5 separate regions of the Mus musculus genome follow, and regions 1, 2, 3 and 5 are each linked to region 4. The links are chromatin contacts, called in public Hi-C, HiCAR-type, Micro-C and promoter capture Hi-C maps. All regions are on one chromosome and are shown on one strand. Each heading gives the region's core, a stretch centred on a gene start, on an enhancer-like site or on the middle of the called end of the contact. The rest is flanking DNA. Distances are from core to core; before and after follow the strand shown. Region 1 holds the start of Shisa3 (shisa family member 3). Region 2 overlaps Atp8a1 (ATPase, aminophospholipid transporter (APLT), class I, type 8A, member 1). Region 3 overlaps Grxcr1 (glutaredoxin, cysteine rich 1). Region 4 holds the start of Kctd8 (potassium channel tetramerisation domain containing 8). Region 5 holds the start of Atp8a1 (ATPase, aminophospholipid transporter (APLT), class I, type 8A, member 1).

Region 1 (4,816 bases), core at 1,441-3,940, 1.7 Mb after region 4:
GCTCTAGAAAGAGCAGGAGAAAGCAATCCACAGTGAGCCCCAATTTACTGTGTCTCCCACCATCTCACAAACCATCAGTCCTGACTCCAGACATCATACCTCTGTGTCTACATTCCCACCCACAGAAAGAACAGTGTGTAGTTCTCAGTACTGGTGACCCAGACTTCTTTCTGAGCACATCCCCAAGGCAGAGCAAACAAACTCTCCTTTGCTTCCATCTCTAAAAGGCAGATAGAAATAAGGCTTTCTTTTCCAGAGGTATCAGGGCAGCTGCCTTGGTCTCTCCCCTGTGTGAAAGAACCACACTGAGAGGCAGGCTCCAGCTTCCGGGCAGCAGACTGGACACGTGGGTTTACTAAGGCTCTCGAGCCTGATTTTCTGTATCAGGTTGAACTTTTATCACAGAGGCCTTGAGAGATAGCAACTCCCTCTTATCCAGATATAAATACATATATTTTCTAAAGACTCAGCCAGGGTAGGACAGGTAGCAGCTACCCATGGGCTGCTAACTGTGAGCTCTTCGGCATCCCTTACACCCCCCACCCCCCTGTCTCCGTCTCTGTGTGAGTACCAGTGGTATAGAAGGCCAGGTGAAGTTGGCCTGCACTCCCTGTGCACTGGAGTCAAACAGCTGTATGCTACTGTCATCAATAAACTGACTCTTTGATGGCAATATGCCCGTTTTAAATTCGAAAAATGGCCCAGCGTAGTTAAGTCACCAGAGGTTAAAGTGCTGGCAGGAGGCAGAGCACTATCCATCTGGTTTGGCCTGATCTCAGACTCAGTAAGTGGGGAGAATGCTCCAATCCTCTAGTCTCTGTTTTGGAGAACAACCCCCCTCCCGACTCAGGAGGCAGGCTTAGCATTGCCTAGAGAAGCAGAGAAGTTTGGTTTTTCTAACATGCTAAGATAGCCCTGAGTTCCTGCTTTCTGCTATGTAGTCTAGAAACTACTTCCCAGGTCCTCAGAAGTGGGCTTTTTAACACTCTCCCCTCCCCGCCAAAATTAAACCCCAGAGGAAAACCCTGTTTGATGCTGACCCCTCCCTCCTCTCAGTTATCATTTGGACGACAGGACCTGCTTCTCTCTCCCTGTCTTTCTGGGGATCAGAGTGTGCAGGCCCCACACTGCCACCTCCCAGTCCTGGGGAGACACAGGCTCTCAGCTCCACACACTTCTCGGGTTTCCTGGCAGTAAAACCTTCGCCTTGAGCCTTAAAAGGTTTCCCTGATGTTCCAACTCAAGTGGAAAACTTTTTTTTCAAGGTGTAAATTTCCTCAGCTGGGGTCCTGATTTATTCACCTCTTAAGTGAGCAAGTGGACAAGTGAGCGGAAATTTGACCCGTGTTTTCCGACGTGAGAATAGGGGGCCTGAGAAATCCCTGTGACCCGGAATTTTAAATCCTCACCTCCAAAGACTTGGGTGTTTCTGAAAAGCGTGACAATAGGGGGTGGACTAGAGAGGGTAATTGGATGCAGAGAATTGTAAGGAAGTTGGAAGAGTGACGAAATGCTACTACTCGACAAAAGAAAATAAGGGGGTGATCAGAGTCGAGTTCCCTGGCACCCGCACTTCCGGAGTTCCCCCACTTGACCAGAGCGCCCAGGAAACCCAACCTAGCTCCAGCTGTCTACCCTAGAAGCACCAGGTTCCCGCCAGACCAGCAGTTCCTGCGAACCCTTGCAAACTTTCCCTAGGGCCGAACCATGGGCATCACGTGCAGCCGGGACCCAAACTGCAAAGCGATAGGACCCCTGACCTGAAATACGATCACCCTCTTTTTCTTCAATCCCCAGACCCAGAGGTGGTCCACTTTGTGGCCCGAGCTAGTAAGGCGTGCCTGTGTCGGGTGGGCGAGCCATGTCCGCCCAGGGATGCCGCACTTACGCGCGGTGATGCCAGGATGCTCCAGCTCTCCGCGGTCGTTGGTGCAGCCCCCCTGCTCCAACCTGGCGTCGGCTGCCGCGCAGCAGTAGCGCAGCGCACACGAGCCGCAGCAGATGGTGGCGTCCTGCGTGTCGAAGTCCTCGGGGCACTGGAACCCCTCGTGATAGTTGCCCTGCGCGTCCACCCAGCCGTGGCAGTATTCCCCAGGCTGCTGCGCGCCCGCCGGGCCCCAACGTAGCAAGCCCACGAGCAGACAGAACGCCAGCAGCGCCCCCATCGCCGCCCCGCGCCCGGTGGCAGCTGGAGAATCCGAGGGCGGAGCCGGAGCTCCGGGGGACCAAGGTTCCGCCTCCCCGAGGCACCACGCGGCCGGTTGACCTCCCGGTCAAGAACGCGTTCTCGTGGGTTAGCAGCGGCTGGGCAGGAGGCGTGGGCTGCTCTGCGGGCTCCGCTGGCCGGAGGACAGCATGGTGCGCGAGGGTGAGGGGACCAGGGATCGCGGGAGGCCACCGCGTAGGCTGCGACTGAAGCAGCGGCCGCCTTTAGCCAGGCTCATCGCGCTAGGAGCACCCGGGGCCAGGCCGCTATTCTTGCGGGCCGTCGAGCCCTGAACGACCAACTCCAGGGCCGGGCAATGTCCCAATCGTGGGCTGTCGCCCGGTACCCGGCAGAGCCGGGAACTGAGCTTGGCTCTCCACGTGCAGGTCTCGGGGACCAACGGCTAATTCCGCTCCCGCCCCTGACTGTCACGCAGGCGGGAGACAGCCCAGTCGCGGCCAAGTGCAGAGGGCCTGGGGTGGCTGACAGCTCTGCCTGGAGGGCGTCCCTTAAAAAGGCAGAGGGAGGAGGAGACTCGAGGGTGAGGAAAGTCCGCCCTCCGGGGTCGCCGCGCGAGCTAATCACAGCGGGTGCACCGCGATGCGGTCCGCACGCCCGCAGGTTCACGCGCGTCTCCCCTCCGCCCCCACCCACGGCGCTACCCCGGGCCTTGGCGGTGACCCCGAGGGGACCAGGCCGAGCCTGCCACCTAGCTGTCACATAGCCAGGGGAAAACCTGCAGAAGGATGAGGAAGACTACGGTCCCGCTTCCGTCCACGCCTGCCAGCTCACGAGGGGACTTGCGCCGCGCTTGAGTTCCACGGGTTTCTTTTAAAAAACGAGCGTGGCGTCTGAAGTCCCCTAACTGTTCTGTCGGCTTGTGCACAGACTCAGTTTGTCCCTGGGCCGCCGATTCTGAGGATTCGTTCGATTCCGATAACCTGATTTTTAGGGTCACCAACATTTGCACCTCACTCCCACCCCTTCACCCCTCCTTTCCAGCTTCCACGAGTTCACGCTCAGGCGCCTCCTTCCCGCACCGCTGAGCCGGCGCCGGGGAGGACCCGGGTCAGCCCCGCCAGCCTCACTTCAAAGGCCAGGATTTCGGTGTTCCGCGCCCGCAAAGGAAATAAAAGAGCAGAATTAATGATAATCGAGCCTATCTGAACTTCTGTTCGGGCAAAGAAACACATTTATTTAAATGATGTGTCCCCTGTGGGCTGTTTGCAGGGCATGGCTCCTCTAGCCGAGGGAGAGCCTTGTGAAGCCAGAGTTACGTGAAACCGGTGCTAACCTCAAGACTTTATTTTTATTGCAACCTGTGTTTCCTCTCCGGGGTTTATTGGTTCGGTACGTGTGAGGACGTTCGTCTCAGCCACACGGTTTGTCAAACGCTTTGAACACCCTGTCACCGATTTAGATATTAGCAAGTCTCCTGAAACAAATGGAAGAACTTGTCAGAGCACCGCCAACACAAGTATACGCGGTCAGAAGTATTTATTACACCCGCAGCTTGCCCACGGTCCCAGAGGCTTCTAGAAAAACTTCGGTGCTGAATAAAACGGTTTATTTTTAAGTATCTAAATTAAATTCCATCCCGGGTAAAGAACCACTCCTAGCTTCAGGTCTTAAATATTGAGATTGTTATTTAAATATAAAAATAAATACCCAACACGCCACTACTGAGTAGGACTGTGTAAAATTATAACTGCATTGCTCCACAATAAATGTTTGGGGGGCAATAATAAGTTATCAAACTGTTAAGTAAAGCCAAATTACATTTAGGCAAACAAATTTCCTTAACTAAGAATTTAATTGAAGCATGTGGAGTAGAAATTTCGTGGTTAATGGATTTTTATTTATATAGGAAAAAAAATGCTGTCACCGGGCTTTCAGGCTGCTTAAAACAAACAAACAAACAAACAAAAAACAACAAAAAACCAAACCAGTTTTTTAGGGGCAGCAGGGAGGTTGGTTTTGTTTTCAGGAAAATAAAGAGAAAAAGATTTAAAACCACAGCAAATATGAGCTACAAGGATCATAATAAAATAATCAAACTCGAAGACACACTAACGCTTAATAACTTTTCCAGAGCCACACTACTTAATATCTTTTTTTTTTTAAGTTACGATTTGAGGAATTTCATTACATCACAACTGTGTGAAACTGTACAGCAGCCACGGCCCCTCCATCAGTCCCCCAAGGGTCAAGTTTCCTCCTTCTCCAGCTGTTCTTTGATAGCGTTAATATTTTAAGGAGTGATTTGTTGGCACTTCCCTCCCATTAATTACATTTCTCTGTGCCACAGAGGGGTTCTTTTCCCTGGGACACTGGCTATAATTAATTTCCTCATTTAGAGCCCTTGTCTATTTGACTTATTCAGAGGGTGCTCTGCTCAAATTTAGTTGGATGATATTTGCTAATGGAAAATAACCAAACTTCTAAATAAGTTGATACTCCATAAATCTGAGAAGTTGCAAACACTAAAACAACCGTGCATTGTGCTTTTCTCTCTTGCGTCCTGGATCCAGACTGATTTCAGGTTACAATAAGCAGCCCCTCAGGTTAGGAGAGGGACGGATAGGTGAGGGGTGCTTGTGCTGAAAGATT
Region 2 (4,559 bases), core at 727-3,226, 1.6 Mb after region 4:
TATAATTCTCAGTCTGCACCATCTATCTGACATGATCATTTTCAAGTTGATAGGTTTTATAGAGAGAAGCCTGTAAGTAGTCTCCCCAAGAACACAACCAGCGGACATGGGTGAGAGCCAGAGGTAATCCTGGCTTAGCCTGATTATGAAAGGTGTGTTAGTGCCGTCACACGTCTGTAGACTTGAAAGACTTGTGTTTCTTTTGGAGCACGGGATAGCTTTGCATTTCAAGCCCTAACTGATTTTATTTCAGTTGAATTGCTGAGGTTGTTAAGGAGAGGCAAATTGAACATCTACCGTTTGACTGAGTTGAGGAACCCTAACTCAGAAGCTCATACAAGACTCCATACTTCCAAGGGCCTCATCTAATTGGTTTTATATTGCTGAGAAAACCAAGATCAACTGTGGCCGTGGTGGAACCCTGTGCTCTGCATATGTGACAGTGGCTCTATGCTACTGCTGCAGGAGGAGAGACTATGGAAGACTCTCTCCAAAACTCTAGAAGTCATCTCAATAGCTGCTTGGCAGCTTTGTCTGGCAATGTGAAGTTGACTGAATGCCACGTAGCAAGCTTGTAGCTGTCTGTTTAATTGTCCTGCTTGAAATGGCACTCACCACAAAAATGTTAAGAAAATCCACATGTGAAAATTATGTGTTTATATTTGGTCCATTCTAAAGACCCTTTCAAATATACTCTTGGCATTAAAGACTGTGCAATAGCTGAAATCCTCTAAAAATGTATTAATATAAGTGATTTGTCTAGATTATGACTTCCCAGTGCATAGCTACTAACTCTAGAATTGGCACTGTTTCCTGTTGTTGCCAAGAACCATAAACAAACGTGGAGACTTGGAGACCAATTCCTTTCTATTAAAAACCATTATCTAAATTGATAGTATCAATATTGGAAGGACTAGAGAGAAAAACATCCATGTAATTATAAGTTATCACATGATTACTTTCAAAAACCCACAAATATTCATAATCATTTTCTCTTAAAAAATTATTTTGGAAAGTTTAAATATAAGCAGAATGAACAAATGTCCCCATCAGTTATTTTAACAGGCTATGCCCTGGGTCACCCTTATCCCTCCTGTGCCTTTCTACCCTTATTATTCTGAAGCAAATCTAAGTAGATATGTTTGTTTTTTCTTAACTTCTTGATACAGTCACACGTTATGTTCTTGTTATTTTTCAAGTAAATGACAGTGGGGTGACAGAGAGCTTGCCTTAGAGCTGGCCCTGCAGTCGTTCAGTGGTTTTTTGTTTTTGTTTTTGTTTTGTTTTTTTGTATTATTATAGTATCTGCAGGTTGAACAAGTTTCTCTTTTCTGCTTGGTTATTTTCTCATTTTACCTAGCCTATAATTATGTGTGGCGTGAGTGGCATTTATTTATTCTGCTGTAGAAGGTAGGCTGGGTAGAGCATTCTTCCAGGCGTGCCCTTAGAATAATGAGAGCTAACCCATCTCCATTAGCATCAGTCTTCAAAGGAGTCCCCTTGGCAGGCTCTTTCTTCAGCAGTGCAGACTCTCACACAGCATTTTAGAACTCCTCTTTTGTAATTGCTTTCAGAAATACTTGCAGTCACCCAGGAAACTGAGTCTCATTTACTTTGATCAAAACCAACCATTATCTAGCCAAAACAGTGCATTTAATCACCCATTCAAATTCTTGGACTTAACTACTCTGAGTAACAAACTCATTACTAAAAAAATTAAATCTACCAGCAAGCAGTTTTGACTACCAATGAACAGGACCTTAAAAAAATCCTAGAGGTACAGACTCTTTTAAAAAACAGTTCTCTGACTGCTGGGGCCAGAAGCCCTTAAGCTGAGGCAGGTCCACTAGGTTAGGGAAGAGATCAGCCCCTGAGTCAGAGAGGATGCTGAGCAAACAGGCTTTGTACAACCGTGTTCATTGCCTCAGAAAACTGACTTGCGCTACCAAAGGAGCTCTGCCTCAGGTCGTCCGGGAGATGTGGCACGGATCAGGAAGCCAGCCTCTACACGGGTGCTGTACAGTGGGCAGTGAGCTTGTCCAGGCCGACACATTGTGCAAGTGCTCTCTCAACTGCTCTTTCTTTACATCCAGTCTGTCACACAATATCTCGGGGAGCATGTGCCAGTGGCTCCCGTTCACCCGGCCTCCAAACCTGAAGAGACTCCAAGACCAATGGGGTGTTGTTTTGTTTTAATCCACACTAGTCATGGAAGTATTAAAGAGAGAAAAATACACCTTTCTCCTGGGACTGAGATTTTTATCATTTTAAAAACTGAATCATTTGAATAGAAAGATGAGTTCTCCCAGAGCTGCGACTCAGCTTCTCTGTGATAATTGCCATAAGGTAATTATTATGCAGCTTTATGTGTTCAAATGTATCCTCAGCTGAAGGACTTTCTGGCCCCAGCAGTCAGATCACTGCTTTGTTAAAAGCCAAGCATCAGTCCAGACCTTATAGGACAATGATTAGCCGTGTTTCTATGGTTTTGTACCATTTAGCCTGGCAGATCACCTATACCAGCAGTAATCTCCCTGTGGCTGGAGAGCTCTTGCCCTGTGGTCCCCCATGGGTTTCGTTCCTTGGACCAACTTAAGGGAAGAATGCCAAGAAGTCTCCTTTCAAACCCTATTCCATTTGGAAAGGTTTATGAGCCAGAGAAAACTGGGCTGGAGCAGAGGCGTGAAGGGAGGACCTGCCACCTAGTGGTCCAAGTTCTGAAACACACTCCTGACTTTTGGAAGGCAAAAGAAGCAAGCCACTTTGTGGAAAATGCCAGTAGGAGATCGAGGGATGTAAAGAATGAAATGCAGAGAGCCTTGTGAATGTCTCACCGGAGAGTGAATGAGAATGGTTCCAGGCTGCCCAAGAGCAGGGTGTATGACCTTCCGGTCTGCTAAGAAGGAAGAGCTATGGAGTTGGAGGACCGAGGTCACATTATAACATTGTAGCATGTGAGAACTAAAAGTAACCGCCCACGGGCTACATCAGTCTTGGATCTAGACTTTACCCCATCCCGAAGCTATGCACTAAGCAAAAACTAATTCTAGAATACAAGAAGAAATCTCATCTCTCCAGGGACCTGAGACAGGAACATACGTGGTCATGGGAGAATGACTGGACTATATTATAGTCAGAAAGGCTGGGGATAGCAGAAATTAGAGGTTAAGCAAGGTCTAAGAGTGACTGGCTAGCCACAGGCCTGTTGTTAGAGGGGCACGAATTTGGAGGACAGTCTGCCTTCCAATCTTTGCCTAGAGGAACCTGCTGTACAGCTCTTCCTGGGGAAAGATAACTAGACTAAGTGGCTCTCAACCTTCGTAATGCTGCATTGATTTTATACAGCTCCTTACATTACGGTGACCCCTCCAACGATAAAATTACTTTTCTTGATTCTTCATAACTGTCATTTTGCCACTGTGTAAATATCTGATATTCAGGCTATCTAATACGTGGCCCCTGTGAAAGGGCTGTTGGACCTCTCAAAGGGTCACAACCCACATGTTAATCACTACTGCACTAGACTATGTGTTGAGTTTGGAGATGGAACTGAAAAGAACATAGGTCCCTTCCAGTCTGACCTGAATTAAGGAATAGATCAGTTATTGGAATGGATTGAGAGTAATCACTCATCACTAGCAGTGGGTGAGTTAGGCCTATACAAGTGAACCAACTTTGCTTTGTTTTTCCCTTTAGGCAGAGCTCACAGTTTGGAGATGAAAAAACCTTTAATGACCCGTCGTTGCTGGACAATCTCCAGAATAACCACGTAAGTGACCTCAGTGCTATCTGTCCCTAGGAGGTGAGCACTAATGAATACGTCTCGGAATGAATTTCCTTCATGGTTAGTCCCCTCATGTTTTTACTTACATGATTTTTTTTTTAGATTTATTTTATTTTACATGTGTTAATGTCCTCAATGCCTCTGTGTCCAGATGCTTATATCTTTTTCCTAGATTTGAAGAACTCTCTGCTGTGATTTTACTGAGTCTATTTTTCTGTGTCCCCCACCCCAAATAGGAGGGGGATTTGGGGTACTGTTAGACTAAACAGAATTTAGATATTAAAACTAGAAGAAATTGCAGAATATATCGAGGACAGAGTTGGGGAAACCCTTAAGGAGGAACGAAAGCCTTGTAGATATAACAAATAGGGAGGGTAGAGCAGACCAGTGCAGAATGATCTCAAAGTGTTATATCAGCAGTCAAAATGTCTTCCTTGCTTATAGTGTTAGAGAATGCCTCTCTCCTTCCTCAGATAGCTATGACTTCGCTCTGTTGGTAAGAGAGCTCCTGCCCATCTTAGGACTGACTTACAACACAGCTGGGGTATCTACTGAAGTTAACTTACACCTGCATTTCTCCTGCCCAGACTGTCACAGCCCCTCTCATGCAGTGCTGCCTCAGATTTCTGCCCAGCTCCTGGTTTGTGTCTTAACTGATATGCCAGCATGCTGCCCTGGATTGCAAGTCACACCACCTCCCTGACTTCCGCCATCCCTCACCTACATCACTACTCTGCCTTGAGCGACTTTTTCTTTCTTCCTCCAGAGGCCATCT
Region 3 (4,814 bases), core at 1,785-4,284, 1.2 Mb after region 4:
TGACAGAAGCCCATCGCCAAAACGTTAATGGCTGAAACTCAAAAAACCAGTAATATTTTAGTTTTGCAGCTTTCCATCTCCTTTCCTGACTTAGCCAGGCTAAAATGGGGAAACCCTCTGGGGAATGTGGTGCAAGAACTCAGGCAGCAAGGAGAATATACAGCTCATTTTTCTCTAATGAAAGAAAATGCACTGCAAAGACAGCAAACAAAATGAATGCCCCATAAAACCTATGGCCAGTCGGCTTCCCAGCTCTTAGCAATGCCTCTGTCAGTTGTTTAGAACATAGTATGTGCTGAGAAAGGATCTAGTTCATTGCCTTTAAATGCATGGAATCCTCTCTTCCTTAGCCAAATAATTTCCGGAGCATAGATTCTACCCCACAGAAGAATATCAAGCTTTGCTCATATCAAGATTGGGGCAAGGGGGCGGGGGGTGGGGCAGGAACAGGCATAATCCTTACCCTCAAGATAACCGCATGTCTAGTGAATAGGTGGAATACCAAGTGCTCAGATTTTTAAAAGGTTTCCCAGTTGCAGAGAGCAGACACCCCAATACCTGCTTCCCTTCATCACCTGCTGCACCCACCCTACGAGTCCCCAGAATGACTCCTTAACTAGTGCTCAGATCTGTGTGGTAAAGCCAGTTTCTACTCTCTGTATCAGGGGCTGAGGTGCAGCAACGGTAACCCAAATCTCCTGCTCTCCACTGAGCCCCACATCTCTGTCTTTTGAGCCTGTTAATGTGTAAAATCTTGGAGTGGGGATGGACAAGAATGTTCTGAGGTTCCTCTCTCTGTTCCTAAGAGCAGCAGCCCGAATGAAGATCTCAGCCTAACTGGACCATTTCCTTCCATGCTGAGGTTCCGAGTACTAATGGCAGTAGACTCTTGCTGCTCTGCTCTTTGAGTATTTGAGTATTCCAAAAGTCTTAGCCACTCCCCTTTTCAGCCAAATGTATCCAATCTATTAATCGGATCACCAAAATACCCCTAAGTCCACAACAGAGAGTGTACCACCTTAAACACTGAAACTGGTGATAAATATCATTTTTCTTGTATTTGACTAAGAATAACAGAGTTTGACACTTTTCATCTATAACTCCACCATTCAATGACAAGCTACCAGAAGGGAAGCATGCAGTTATATGGTCCAGTTTACCAAAGCTTCCTGGATAACGTAAATATTTGTTCTATGTTTTATAATTGATTCTGAGCCATTTTTATTGAAAATGAATATAATTCTGAAAAGAGTGGTAATAGGATATTAGTAGGATTATATATCGCGCACTGTGTAGGCAGTTAGTCATTGCTAAATTTATCCCTAAATTTAAAAAAGAAAAGGGCAGTAATGTTTTAAAAGAATCAAAAGTCTGCACTAAGACAGAGGGAGGGGGAGATGGGAGAAAGACAAAGAGCAAGGAGAAAGAGAAAGGGGAGGGGACAGGAGAGGGGAGGGAGAGAGAGGGGAAGGGACAGAGAGAGACAGAGAGACAGAGAGACAGAGAGAGACAGAGAAACAGAGAGACAGAAAGAGAGAGAGAGACTTCTGTTCCCTTCTGCCTTGTAGACTTGCTGATCACTGAGAAAACAGTATCTAAAACTCTTAGTCTGGAGACTATGAAATCCTGGTGTGTTTGGGACTTGCTGTTCACTGAATTTCCAGGACTGGCACTGTGTGCTTCATGGACTCCACATCAACATGGGCATGCCAGAGAACTGAAGAGAACAAGTTTAGTTCTGTCCATTTTCAGAACTGTATTTTACCCAGTTATTCAGGCTTCATTGTATGATGTGTGCCAGGATAGCTTCTGTCTCATTAAGTGTGTGTGTGTGTGTGTGTGTGTGTGTGTGTGTCCATATTCATTGTATAACATATGAATGCCCATGTTATGAATTATTTGGATTTTGATCATATTTACTTATTTATATCACTTCATCTTACTAAGAATACAACATAAGTAACAGATCTATACCATGGCATAACAATAAAAAATGTACTTACTAATTCAAGAAGAAGAAAATGCCCCAAACTCATCCCTAAATGATAGCTATGGTTAAGGCTTACATTAGATTCTCAAACAGCTCCTCAGGGGGGAAAAGAAAAAAAAAAGCCTGTCTTAGCACAGGAGTCTAAACACCAGCTCAGGTAAGAGATGAAATGGCTCACACAACAAGTAATATCATTGCTTTCTACTGACCATAAATTGTGTTTTCAATAAATGCTATTTAAAAAAGTGCTCTCGCTCTTTTAACCAGCCTGCAAAACTTTTAGCTTCCTACTTAAAGGCTCTTTTTCTTCTCACTTAATTGACTCCCTGCCATGGATTTATCTTTGTTTTGTTGCATACAACATATGGAGTGTTAAGCAGTCTTCTCACAACTGACATAAAACCCACACTCTCAGCACGGCTCACAAATGGCAGCTCCTCCCAGTGTTGTCTCTTCCTACTGTAACTTCCTGAATTGTTCACTCCCCTCTTCCTTAGAATTTTACACAGGATCTCCATCCAGTGCCTAAACTTTCCTCTGTCCTTCTCCTCACTCACCATTAAAAAAACTGCAATACACCATTCAAACCTAATGAAAATGGTAAGTGTGAATGGAGCATCCTTGAGATTCCCAGGAAAATCAGTCATCCTCAGACCATACTTGCCTCACTGCACACCAAGCTACAATGACTAGAGGCCTGTGACATCCTTAGGTGCACAGTGTTCTGTGGACCATCAACAGCTCATGAATATTTACTGTATTATTTATCTCCAAAACTGCAGAGTAAATACGCATTAAATTTTAAACAGGTGTTTCTTATCATCAATACTACCTCAACGAAGGTAAGTAAACCAGGGGAATATCACCTTGAGTACTTGTGAGCTTAGAAAGATCATGATGATGTGGCTTCAGGGAAGAATGTCAGAGGACCAGAGAAGCAAGTAGATAAGCACTCCCAAGTCAGTCTCAGGGAGGACCAGGAGGCTAGGACTGAGAGATCCTGCTTGGTAAGGATTCCTTCTGCTGTGTAATCAGGAGACCAGATGGTACATTTGGCACTGAAAGAACTCAACTAGAACCAAGCTCCAAGCCTGCCAAAATATGTGCCCAATTAGTGTTTGTCACTACGATTGCCATGCCCACCGGAAATGGGAGCTTACATCCACAATGCCTGGAAACAGGCCACCTAAGCCCTGCTGACAAAGTGAGTATTTCCTCCAGGACTAAGCTCTGGGTCGTCTCCAGAGTGTAAAAAGCTACCTGGCATCTATAGAGTTCTGCATCAAACACTGAGATGTGAAAACTGTTCAAAACAGGTGTAGTAATATCCCACCAATGTCAAAAAGTACAACACAGGCTTCTGGGGGCCAGCAAGAAAACTCAGCTGCAGAATTAACTAAAACAATTTACTTATTAGGCAAATATGCAGCCAAAACCCTTGGGTGTTAGAAAATGCCTGCCAAAGACAATGTCTTTCACTTAATGTAATTAGCATTGAACCGCTATTTTCATTGTAGTTGAAAAATATAATTTCCCAGTGAGAGTAATCCTAACATTTCATAACAAAAATTACACCATCAAAATGGAGGATCTGGGAGAGCTTATTTTCTCTGTCATTGAACGTCATGTTTCTTTACGTTAATATCAAGTTATATGAGCTTGATATTATCAAGTCAGTAAGGTTTTTGTTGTCTTGTTTTATTTTGGTTTTGTTTTTTTTTGTTGTTGTTGTTGTTGAAATATTGAGGATTGAGCTGGCAAAAGTCTGAGGATTGCTCTCCGTAATGGATTTACGATTTTTGTGTGTTGCGCCTCACCCCAAATTCTCTTTGCATACACTGACTTTTAATGCAGTAACTTAAATCACTAAGACAGAACAGATTAGAATTCTAAAAACTCCATTTACAAGTTAACTTAAACAGTTAATTGGTGTGCTCGAAAAGTCTATGTACTCATTAATAAATGGCTATAATATAATGTAGGGATGACATGAGATAATAAAGAAAAATCTGGAAGTATGCGTCACACTTGATTGGGAATTTGTCAAGTGCCAATCACAGGAATAAATTCCCCACGAACTCATGCAAGGCCCACAAAGGTCAGGTCACAAACAAATAATGATAGATCTGTAGAATCCAGAAAACTATTTTCTGTTGTGGTCTAGGAATTGCTCCACAAACCACATGATCATTGATCTCAGTCAGACGATGGGATGGTTTATTGAATGCGCACCCTAATTATGATCAGACCAAGACCACAAAAAGGAATCAAGAACCTAATTGTGGTACCAGTCTGCTCTCAGGGAAGGTTTTTTATGGGGGGGGGGGGGAACAGGTTCAAAAGTTTAAAAGGCAAACAAGAGAACAGTACTACAATTTAGCTTCATAGACAAAGTGTTATCAGCTAACCTTTATTCTGAGTGCTCCTGAGTGAGGTAAGAGGGGTGGTGGATGGGTGGTGAATGGGAATTTCAGAACACTGAGATAACAGAGCATGAGTATTATAATCATAATTTTTTGGCTTATTAGTAGCATTTTTCAGTATCAGCCACAAAACCAACAATGAGCTCATACGTAGGTGCAGGAGGTTCTGCCTGGTGTCAGCTCTCACTCAAGCCATAAAAGTTCGTATTGACCTTGATAAAGTTCGTATTGACTTTGATGGGTCCTACATAAAGCTTTGTGGAATTCCTTAAGATTAACAAAGCTCGGGATGTACAGTACAGTACAGTACAGTACAGAATATGTGATCAGCATGACTTTGTTCTGAGTCAAGTTCTTTTTCTGTGTCAACAACTGACAGGCATGTTAAAATAACAATATAA
Region 4 (4,994 bases), core at 140-2,639:
AGTGAACATGCCTATTGCAAGCCTTCTTTTAAGTCTTAATCATTTGACAAAAGTATTGTGTCCTTTCATTGGTCCATTAAGCTCAGGCTGCCTCAGGTAATCTAACTTTCAAAATTGATGTAGCATTCTCTGTGGATGCGGCTTATAAGAATCAATGAATTAAATATAGTTTGTAATGCCCAAATAATAGGATATTCATCATTTATGAAAATGTAAGGTTATACCCGAATCTCAAATCCATTACTATTTGGGTGATTTTGAGTGGGAGGAACCATAGAGAAGCATTTGGGGTGGGGATTATAACAGTAAAGTTTGTATGTAATTTTTATTTATAAATACTTTTGGAGCAAACTCCTTTGTGTCTCAAAACTCCATATTCAGTTTAGCATTTTGTAAGACAATGATTCCCATTTATGGTCATTAAGTTACACCTAGTGCTGGACAGCCTGTTAAATTATCTAGCAATGGAAAGGAATTTCTCTTCTGAATTTCAGTCTTCTTTTTCCATCACAAATAACGCTGATTTGTATTTGTGAGCAGAGCACTAGAGTTAGGGAGACAACAAAGCATAAGTCATCCTCTTGCTCTGAGAGACTGCAAGGGAAATAAAAAGAAGGATGGATCAGGAGGATCAAGATTAGAAAAAAATAAAATAAAATTGTCCCCTTTCTGTCTCTTCCTCAACTTCTGTGCATCAACTTTTGTGACCTTGGTTGCAGAGAGTTGCTTTGTTACTCATAGTCCTTTATTGCTTTTGTGAAATGGAATCAAACTTATGAGTTTTAAATCCTAACAGGATGTAGAATATCAGTTACAATCACGTCATTTGATGCCAAGGGATAGGTAAAGGGGGATCTGCCTCTCTCTCTCTCTCTCTCTCTCTCTCTCTCTCTCTCTCTGTATACACACACACACACACACACACACACACACACACACACACACACAATCACACACACACTTTAAAGATACAATAGTTGGGATTCAACTCCACCTAGCTCACAGCCCCCAGCCCTTTAACAAACACAGCCCAAACGCCAGTATCTGCAACACAATAGCTGAGAATTCAGGTTATAGGCCCTCTCTTTGAAGAGAGTAAAGCTAGTTTTGTTAAGGAGGAAGATAAGAAAGAATTGGGGGCGGGGTGCGGAGAGAAAATAAATGAGATTCTGTTGCAATGAAGAGAGTTGTAGTCCACTTTCTCTGGATTCTTTGTGTTGTCCTCTTCAGCTTTGTCCCATCCTGTCTTTCTCCTTTTGCCCCTGCCCTCATCCCAGTTCCCTAGCTCTGGAGTCGCCAGGCCAGCCCCAGAGCCTATCCCTTTAAATGACAGCTGTGGCTCCAGTCCCAGTTCGGAGCTTGACGTCAGTGCCACCTCCTGGGCTGCTAGTAGTTAGCGCCGGCGCCGGCGCTCCCGGCTGAGGCGCGCTGGCTCGCCTGCAGCCGGGGGTGAGTTTTCTTCGCTCCGGCCCCGCCTCCTGCCCTCCCCTCGGAGAGCCGCGCGCAGCCCCCGAACCTCCTCTCCAAGTCTCTCGCACAGTTGCAGTCGGTCACCCTAAAGGAGCAGCCGTGCTCGCTCGCGGAGGTCCATTCCTGAGAGTCTCTCCCCGATGGAGCTTGGGCGCCTCCGACGCCGCTGCTGCCGGGAACCCTGAGCAGCGCCGGGTGCCCTGAGGACCGCGCCGGCCAGCCAGAGAGTGCAGGGCTACCGGGCGCACGCCGAGGACCCGGGACCTCGAGGCTCTGGGAAGCACTCCGTGCGGCTCTCCTGGGTCACCTGGCCGGTGGCTGGGACCATGGCTCTGAAGGACACGGGCAGCGGCGGCAGCACCATCCTCCCGATCAGCGAGATGGTGTCCGCGTCCAGCTCTCCCGGCGCTCCGCTGGCCGCCGCCCCGGGGCCCTGCGCCCCGTCGCCCTTCCCCGAGGTAGTGGAGCTGAATGTTGGCGGCCAGGTTTATGTGACCAAGCATTCGACGTTACTCAGCGTCCCGGACAGCACTCTGGCCAGCATGTTCTCACCCTCTAGTCCCCGGGGCGGCGCTAGGCGCCGGGGCGACTTGCCCAGGGACAGCCGCGCGCGCTTCTTCATCGACCGCGACGGCTTCCTCTTTAGGTACGTGCTGGATTACCTGCGCGACAAGCAGCTGGCACTGCCCGAGCACTTTCCCGAGAAGGAGAGGCTCCTGCGCGAAGCAGAGTTCTTTCAGCTCACCGACCTGGTCAAGCTGCTGTCGCCCAAGGTCACCAAGCAGAACTCGCTCAACGATGAGTGCTGCCAGAGCGACCTGGAGGACAACGTTTCCCAGGGCAGCAGCGACGCACTGCTGCTGCGTGGGGCGGCGGCTGGCGCGCCCTCGGGCTCTGGGGCACATGGTGTCAGTGGTGTAGTCGGTGGTGGCAGCGCTCCGGACAAGCGCTCTGGGTTCCTCACCCTGGGCTACCGTGGCTCTTACACCACGGTGCGAGATAACCAGGCAGATGCCAAGTTCAGGCGTGTGGCGCGCATCATGGTGTGTGGGCGCATAGCCTTGGCCAAGGAGGTCTTTGGGGACACTCTTAATGAGAGTCGCGACCCTGACCGTCAGCCTGAGAAGTACACATCCCGCTTCTACCTCAAGTTCACCTACTTGGAGCAGGCGTTCGATCGACTGTCTGAGGCCGGCTTCCACATGGTGGCGTGCAACTCCTCTGGCACTGCCGCCTTTGTCAACCAGTACCGAGACGACAAGATCTGGAGCAGTTACACTGAATACATCTTCTTCCGTAAGTTAGCAACCTAGCTACCTATGTATGCATCTCACACCCTTTCTCTGACATTGTTGACTGGAGGCGGGGGAAGTCCCGCTGTGGCCCAGAAGGGATGTCCCCTGCCAGAGTGCCCTGGCGGCAAGCCTGATAATCTGTACTAGCAGTTCTCCCGCCAGCATCCCTTGAGCAGTGCAGAGTACTCATCCCTTCCTCCCCCATCCCTGGATTCAGGCTCTCTTCCTGAACTTATTGATTTCTGCCTTCTTGCCCCGCCTAGCCCCAGGATGCTCTAGAAACTCTTCACTGCATAGGATTAAGAGGAGGGATGACAGTAGTGTGTGTGTGTGTGTGTGTGTGTGTGTGTGTGTGTGTGTGTGTGTGTTTGTGTGTGTGTGCCTATAGGCCCTCCTTCTCTTGTTTGATGTGAGTTTAGGGGGTCAGTTTCTTTGATCATTTCTTTAAAGGGCTAAGTGAAATGGGGACAGCGCCAAGAAAAATGCCAAGATTAGCTCCTGTGCGGTTCTACGCGCAAGAGCTCCAGTTGCGTGTGGTTTTGGAAGGACACAACTCATGAAATGGTGACTGTGCTTCTAGAATAGCCCCTCCTGAGACCTGGCACATGAGGGCTGCTGCTGTAAAATGACCTCCATTAATTAGTAACATACAGGTTTTCCTCTGTCATCCACCCTCTAAGTAACTACCCAATGTTATGGACAGACGTCAGAGAGGAGAAATGAGTTTTGGCTTCAGAGTGAGGCTCTCAGGATTAGAGAGTCCAAAAGGGGACAGGCGTTTGCATGCCATGAGTGTGTGTGTGTGTGTGTGTGTGTGTGTGTGTGTGTGTGTGTTTACCTAAAGGGGTAGAGTGTTGAATCAATTGAGCTCAAAACCTCAACTAAACAGTCTTAGTATGCAGGGGCATGTAGATATATATTGAATGGGGCTAAGATTCCAAAGTAAGCAAAGTAAAACTCCCGTGGGGATGGAGGCAGGGAAATTATTTGGTTTGCACTTTCATTTGGCAAGATACAAGAAGCTTTAAAAGCCGTGTAAGTGTGTGTGTGTGTGTGTGTGTGTGTGTGTGTGTGTTGTGTGTGTGTGTGTTCAGCAGGGTGGGGACAGCACTAAAAGCCTCTAATGGAAGTAACCTGGCTCTCATTGTGTTTGCCTTACTAAGTAGCTCTCAATTGCAAAGCAAAAATGATTAATTTTCTACACTTGAGCAGAGAGCCGGGGAAAGAGGCCTCTCCTTCTGCAGGTGCAGGGTTGATTGACACACAATTCAGTGCCAGTATGTTTTTGGTAACCTTGGAGGCAGAGTGAGTGGCAACACTTTGCTTCTGAAAGTTAGGTGACATTTTGAGACAGTGTTGGAGTTCCTAAGGAGAGCTCTGCTGCAGGGGAGCAAATGCATATCCACTGAAGAATGCATAAAGATCCAACCCCATTTACTGATTTATCATTTATGACGGTCTTCCCACGCAGGCCACGCTGGCCTTCAATTCTTAGTCCTCCTGCCTCTTCCTTCTGAAGGCTATCATCCAGTACTGCTGCTACAGGCCTGGCTCCTTGTTTTGTTTATCTCAAACACTCTTTGTTACACAGTTTAAAAGACCAGTATTTGGGAAAGCACAAAAAGGATGTTAATATTTTCTTGTGTAAAAGTAGCATCTCTTGCATCTACATTAAGCAATTAAAATATTTAAAATTAAATAAGGTCCTCCTTATCGTTGAGATCCTTATCTGGATTTGGATGCATTAAGGCTCTAAGTCAATTCATCAAGGATATGTTTCTAACCATTTCAGAATATGATGTGAAGTGAGTGTTTAATTTCACATGGTTAGTATTCTTTTGTGGGTTGGTTTTGGTTTTGTTTTATTACAGAAGATATAAACATGAGTGCTGTTAATGATTTTGTTTTTAATTGCAGGGTTAAATCAGCAAGCACTGACTAGACTGATGGGGATGGTTTTTCAGGAACACAGACACACACACACATACACACACACACCACACACACACACACACACACACACACACACACACACACACACAATGTTTTAAAACTTCTTGTATCTTGCCAAGCAAAAGTGCTAGCTAAATAATTTCCCTGCTTCCATCCCTACCTGAGTTTTACTTTGGTCACCTTGGAAGCTTAGTCCCATCCAATACATACCTACAAAGCGCTACATATTAAAACTGTGTTTAGTTGAGATTTGAACTCAAGTTGATTCTACATTCC
Region 5 (4,852 bases), core at 2,178-4,677, 1.5 Mb after region 4:
GTTCTGTTACTACACAGCAGAGGGTCAAGGGCATATGAGAGCACACACGGGGGGGGGGGGGGTCAACTCACTTTTCCCGCTCCCACAACAACATTTTGTTGTTAACCCACGTAGGAGAACACAGCCCTCATCCCTGATGTTGAAGTTTAAATACAGCTGATTCCTTGTGCCAATCAAGTTCTATGGGGTCCACATCCTTTTTTATAGAATCCAGAACCACCATCCCAGGGATGATACCACCCGCAATGGGCTGGGCCCTCCTCCATCCATCACTAATTAAAAAAATGCCTTCTAGGCCTGCCTACAGCCTGATCTTATGGAGGCATTTTCTTAATTGAGCTCCCCTCCTCTCAGATGGCTTTAGCTTGGGTCAAGGTGACATAAAACTACCCAGCACATTCCATTTTTTTTTTTCCTAGAGTAGTAGATCAGAGTGGGTATGTTTGCATCACTCTGGTTTTCTGCGGTTACTCAATAACACAAACCATCCTAATTAAAATTAGAATTAAGGGAAGAATTTCCCCTTAGCTCCTCTGGGGCGGTTCCTGAGAAAGTGATGAGCATTCATTATCTTGGAGCACAATGTAGTTGGTAACGAGAAGGGAGTCCAGGGGACACTACCATAAAGATGACTAGGAGTGGGCACAGCTGGAGTTCCTAACCTAATTTAGAAGGCCCATGGTGTCCTTAGATTGATAATTAAGACTCTGTAATTGAGCCGGGCAGTGGTGGTGCATGCCTTTAATCCCAGCACTTGGGAGGCAGAGACAGGCAGATTTCTGAGTTCAAGGCCAGCCTGGTCTACAGAGTGAGTTCCAGGACAGCCAGGGCTACACAGAGAAACCCTGTTTCCAAACAAACAAACAAACAAAGCATCTCACTGTCTAGACAATCTTTTTGTTTGACTGTTGTAGAGTTAGTGTCTTACTGGCCTATACTTGTTGCTTCTTGTCTAGCTGGAATGGAATGTCAGCCATCTTGTATTGATAGCTAGCTTTTTTCCCCCACTGCCTTCTAAGCCTAGCACTCGGGCCCAGGCCCTAACGTGAACTTAATGTATATTTTCTGCATAATGATAAAAAGTTATCCTTAAGGCGGCTGTCCTTAAATAGCCTGCTTCCTTCTTAGTCGGGTCAGCAGGCAAAGTAGTCACAGGACCTGAAAATGTTTAAATGGCTTGCTGACATCTGCATTCAACTGCAGATTCTGTAACAAGGTCATGTTGCTAGAACCAGAGTTTCCTGCCAGGGGCTGGCAGGATACACGTCTCACACAATGGAAGGTGAGATCTCTGAGCTCTGATACCAAGCTGATGCAGATTAGTGCACTTCTCAACCTCAATTACAGTGCTGAACCATGAAAATGGATGACTTTCTAACAACCGTGGGGGAGCAGATTTTCAGAAACCAAGGAGCTATGGTACTCCTGCCAATATGGATTCTGTGACAGGAGCATGTGGGAAAGAGCCAGGGGGAAGCCACAAGCTGCATCTTGCCATCTTGTCTGTATGAGAAACTGTTTTCATTTCCTATCTGAATGACCTAGGTTGTCAACTTGGCTGATGCACACATGTCAGGTGGCACTACAGAAAACAGGTACCATTGGAACTCACGTTAGATGGTTATTATAGTAAGCAGACGTGAATCTCACTGAAAGGCTCATAACAGTTACAGAAGGGATTGTTCATAAATCAAACAGATCATTTTTGGGTTCATAAAAATCTCATGTAAAATCTTAATCCGAAAACCACTCCCACTCCTACATTTGTTTGCTTACTTTTAAGCTGATTTTCCCTGCCCCTTGGTTCTTAGTCTTCCACTTGGTTTCAGACTCATTTATATCCATCAAGAGGAAGCCTGGTCCCCCCCCCCCCACACACACACACACACGAGATTATGGAGCCTAGGAGGAGTAAAAGCCGCCAGCGATGACAGTCTTGATAAGGCTGTATTCATTTTCTTTTTTTTTTCAAAGGACTACGGTTTTAAATTATGGCTATCGCTGGCACAGACACATTTACGTTTGAGTCTGCTCTAACCTAAGGAGATTCCAAGCACACTGGAAATAATATGTTTCCTTTGTTCTGATCCCAACCACTGAATAAGAGACAAGTGGAGAGGGTTCCTCATAAATATGTATTGACCGCCTGGGTATTAATGTGAGTGAGTGAGGTAGAACTCTGATTAGTGAATGAGATCTTCCGGGAAGTAGAGGAACTATCACGAATGGAGAGAAGATGCTATTAGCGGATTTTATTTATTTGTCTTTTTCCTTATGCTCGAGTTGCAGTCATATCTCTCTCTCTCTCTCTCTCTCTCTCTCTCTCTCTCTCTCTCTCTCTCTCTCGTTCACCCTCTACCCATCTCTCCTTTCTGGATCTCAAAGGAATACTAATAAAAAGCCTTGCTACAGGCTCTTTCCGCTAGGTGCCCAGAAGAACAGTACACGAAGCCAGTACCTTTTACCTTTATTCCTTTCTTACCCTGCTCAGGAGCTTGCTAGACACAAAGCTCCCCTCATCCTATCTCGAGGCTGAAATCGGGAACAAATTAAAAATACTGCATTTGTTTCGACTTGTTAGATTGGATTTTACTACACAAAATAAAAGGCACTGAGGTCGTGCTGGTCTCTAGGACATAACGACTTGTAATTAACATCTTTATGGATTTTATACCGACGCCCCACTAGGCTTTGAGGATAAACTACTGCATCGAACTTTCTGGAGCAGAAACCACAAACAGCATAATTTTTGCTTGGTTAACCACGTGGTCAACAGTTGGTTTGGTTGCAGTTTCAGAGCCTTAACAGGTTGCAGAGGACGAACTGGTGGGAAGTACGGGCTCACACACCCACGCAGGTTGTGTGGCTGGAAGCCTTAAAACGACAAGAGGAACCGTTCCAGTGGCTTCAGGTCTCACAGCCTGCTACTACAGAGGGTTCACGTTCATCTCAGGCCAGGAGTCAGGCTGGGTGTTGAGATAGGCTAGGATTCCACTCAGAGGGCGAATGCAGGGTCCCCCCACATCAGCAGAGACGTCACCCACAGAGTCTCAGAGGCTTAGACTCAAGCTGCCCACACCGAACCCAACACCCTGGCGCTGAGGACGGTCGGTTCTATCGCATTGTAGAGCCAGAAGGTGGCTGTAGGGGATGCCAGAGCTTTCAGAGCTAAAGAAGCTCTTCCTCTTTTATTAAGGCTTGGGACACTTGTACTGGCCTCAAGGAGGGCCGAGGTGGGCCGAGAAGCCGAGAATGCTAGATCGAAGTCCCCTCCCCGCGGATGGTACGGTCCGAACTGGGCGGGACCTGGAGGCTCGGCGGCCCTGTCCCCGCCCCACTCCAGGAGGCCAGCGAGTGAGCGCGCGCCCCGCAGACCCCGCCCCCGGCGCCGTCCCCGGCTCCGCCCCTCGAGCCCGCTCCTCTGCCACTGCGGGGAGACCTAGGCGGCTCTGCGGACGCAGCTCCTTCGCCGCCTTCCCCCTCCCGTCCAGTGCCCAGGCGGCTCCTGGCGGCGACGCTGCCCTGGGTGGGAGGCGCGGCCCCGCGGCAGCTGAGCCCTCTGCGCGGCGCAGCCAGCTCTCCCGCCCGCGCGGCGCCGTGACAGGTGCAGGGTCCCCGCCCGAGACCCACCTGCAGGGGCTGTCGAGATGCCGACCATGCGGAGGACAGTGTCGGAGATCCGCTCGCGCGCGGAAGGTGAGTGACCGCCGCAGCAGGAGGCTGTGCGCCCAGAGTGCGTGGGGGCAGGTGCTAGCAGCCTGGGGTCTGACGTGAGTGTGTGTGTGTGTGTGTGTGTGTGTGTGTGGCCGGGAAGAGACACCTCATCCCATCTACACCCCCTCCTCCTTTTCCCAGTAGTCTGGTTGTCGCCCCTGATCGCCAGTGAACCCTTCCGCCAGCTCTGCCTTCAGCGCACTAGCAAATGCTTTCCAGGATCCAAAACCTCGGAATTTATGCGCTGGCGGGAGCCCCAAGGTTTCCTTTACACCGCAACGCGACTGTTCAGTCCTTGTCTCCCAGAGCACTCGCCCGGCTCTCCTCCTTCGCCAACAGCGCACAATCTTTGCAATCTGCCTGTTCCCAGTGAGTTTACCCGTGCCCATGAATAGATCCCTCCAACCTACTATCTCCAGCGCCCACCATTGTGTTGCCCCCACATCACAGCTTCCCGAAGAGCGGGTTTGCCATTCCCAGGCGTCGCAGATTCTTTGATCCACTGTTCCCAGCATCTCTAGGCTGGAAGAGCCTTAATTGGGTTTGGGTGCTCAGTGGATACCAGGCTGCGTTCCAGTCTCTGCACTTCTGCCCCCTGTGGCTCACCGGGCTCTAGTTTGAGGTTTCATTTTTGTTTTTCATTTTTGCTTGAAGCCTGCACTTCGGCCGACTGAACTGACTTGAGTAAGGTGCATGCTGCTTTTGTTGCTCCACCCAGGGCCAGCTGTTGAGTGGTTCCACTTGTAGGAAGTGTGCAACAGATGCCCTAGGTTATGGGCTAGGACGCTTTGGCAAAGACTGAGATGGTGCTGTGCACCCTGATTGAGGAGCCCTTCTCCTCCTGTCTGGCGTGTGGCAGGCTTTCAATAAACACCTCTTGGTTTTACTAGGACAAAAAGGAAACGGTATACTTTTATTTTCTTTCTTTTGTTTGTCTGTTTTTCCATTCCAGTAACTCTGCCCTTCAACGTTGTGGAATGGCACTATTTTGAGAAATAATCTATCTTGTTACCGTCACTGATTCTCATCCCTGCCCCCATCTTGACCGTGAGATAGATGATAACGGGGTGGTGGAGGTGGAGTAGAAGCAAGGAGAATAGGATTTCTGGGGGCGGGAGTAGTAAGAGCTGTAAGGACC

Evidence for each region. Promoter capture Hi-C pulls out the DNA fragments that hold promoters and counts their contacts. A called contact is a pair of places that touch in the nucleus more often than the background predicts. HiCAR-type assays count read pairs that join an accessible place to other places.
Region 1: a contact with region 4 is called in a Micro-C map of embryonic stem cells, with 5 times the contacts expected there. The contact joins the promoter of Shisa3 here to the promoter of Kctd8 in region 4. A contact is called at or near these places in 2 of 39 promoter capture datasets (hippocampal neurons and liver), 1 of 484 Hi-C or Micro-C datasets (embryonic stem cells) and 1 of 115 datasets of contacts at active chromatin or transcription factors (astrocytes).
Region 2: a contact with region 4 is called in a HiCAR-type map of astrocytes, with 7 times the contacts expected there. The contact joins the enhancer-like site here to the promoter of Kctd8 in region 4. A contact is called at or near these places in 2 of 39 promoter capture datasets (frontonasal cranial neural crest and hippocampal neurons), 1 of 484 Hi-C or Micro-C datasets (cerebellum) and 1 of 115 datasets of contacts at active chromatin or transcription factors (astrocytes).
Region 3: a Hi-C map of cerebellum shows a contact between it and region 4, with 4 times the contacts expected there. The contact joins the enhancer-like site here to the promoter of Kctd8 in region 4. A contact is called at or near these places in 12 of 39 promoter capture datasets (the C10 cell line, the HPC-7 cell line, cranial neural crest and 8 more), 3 of 484 Hi-C or Micro-C datasets (brain, cerebellum and cerebral cortex), 1 of 115 datasets of contacts at active chromatin or transcription factors (stem cell-derived neural progenitor cells) and 1 of 9 other capture datasets (pancreatic islet).
Region 5: a promoter capture Hi-C map of hippocampal neurons shows a contact between it and region 4, with 4 times the contacts expected there. The contact joins the promoter of Atp8a1 here to the promoter of Kctd8 in region 4. A contact is called at or near these places in 1 of 39 promoter capture datasets (hippocampal neurons), 2 of 115 datasets of contacts at active chromatin or transcription factors (astrocytes and embryonic forebrain) and 1 of 9 other capture datasets (embryonic stem cells).

Annotation. Positions count from the first base shown.
Region 1 is chr5:67,605,757-67,610,572 of GRCm38.p6, reverse strand. It overlaps Shisa3 (shisa family member 3), which reads right to left and starts at 2,690. Exons shown (of 2, transcript NM_001033415.3): 1 at 1,889-2,690. The coding sequence starts at 2,165.
Region 2 is chr5:67,750,223-67,754,781 of GRCm38.p6, reverse strand. It overlaps Atp8a1 (ATPase, aminophospholipid transporter (APLT), class I, type 8A, member 1), which reads left to right. Exons shown (of 37, transcript NM_001038999.2): 16 at 3,697-3,769. Among named protein-coding and RNA genes, the nearest start is that of Gm46914, 50 kb to the right of the region's middle. Within about 2 kb of position 1,976, at least 44 of the 459 cell types and tissues checked have an H3K27ac peak or open chromatin away from gene starts, as enhancers often do. A contact at or near this core is called in astrocytes and cerebellum, where this site is marked.
Region 3 is chr5:68,148,416-68,153,229 of GRCm38.p6, reverse strand. All of the region lies in intron 2 of Grxcr1 (glutaredoxin, cysteine rich 1), which reads right to left. Among named protein-coding and RNA genes, the nearest start is that of Grxcr1, 120 kb to the right of the region's middle. Within about 2 kb of position 3,034, at least 10 of the 459 cell types and tissues checked have an H3K27ac peak or open chromatin away from gene starts, as enhancers often do. A contact at or near this core is called in cerebellum, where this site is marked.
Region 4 is chr5:69,338,104-69,343,097 of GRCm38.p6, reverse strand. Kctd8 (potassium channel tetramerisation domain containing 8) reads left to right here and starts at 1,389. Exons shown (of 2, transcript NM_175519.5): 1 at 1,389-2,766. The coding sequence starts at 1,797.
Region 5 is chr5:67,846,006-67,850,857 of GRCm38.p6, reverse strand. It overlaps Atp8a1 (ATPase, aminophospholipid transporter (APLT), class I, type 8A, member 1), which reads left to right and starts at 3,427. Exons shown (of 37, transcript NM_001038999.2): 1 at 3,427-3,696. The coding sequence starts at 3,648.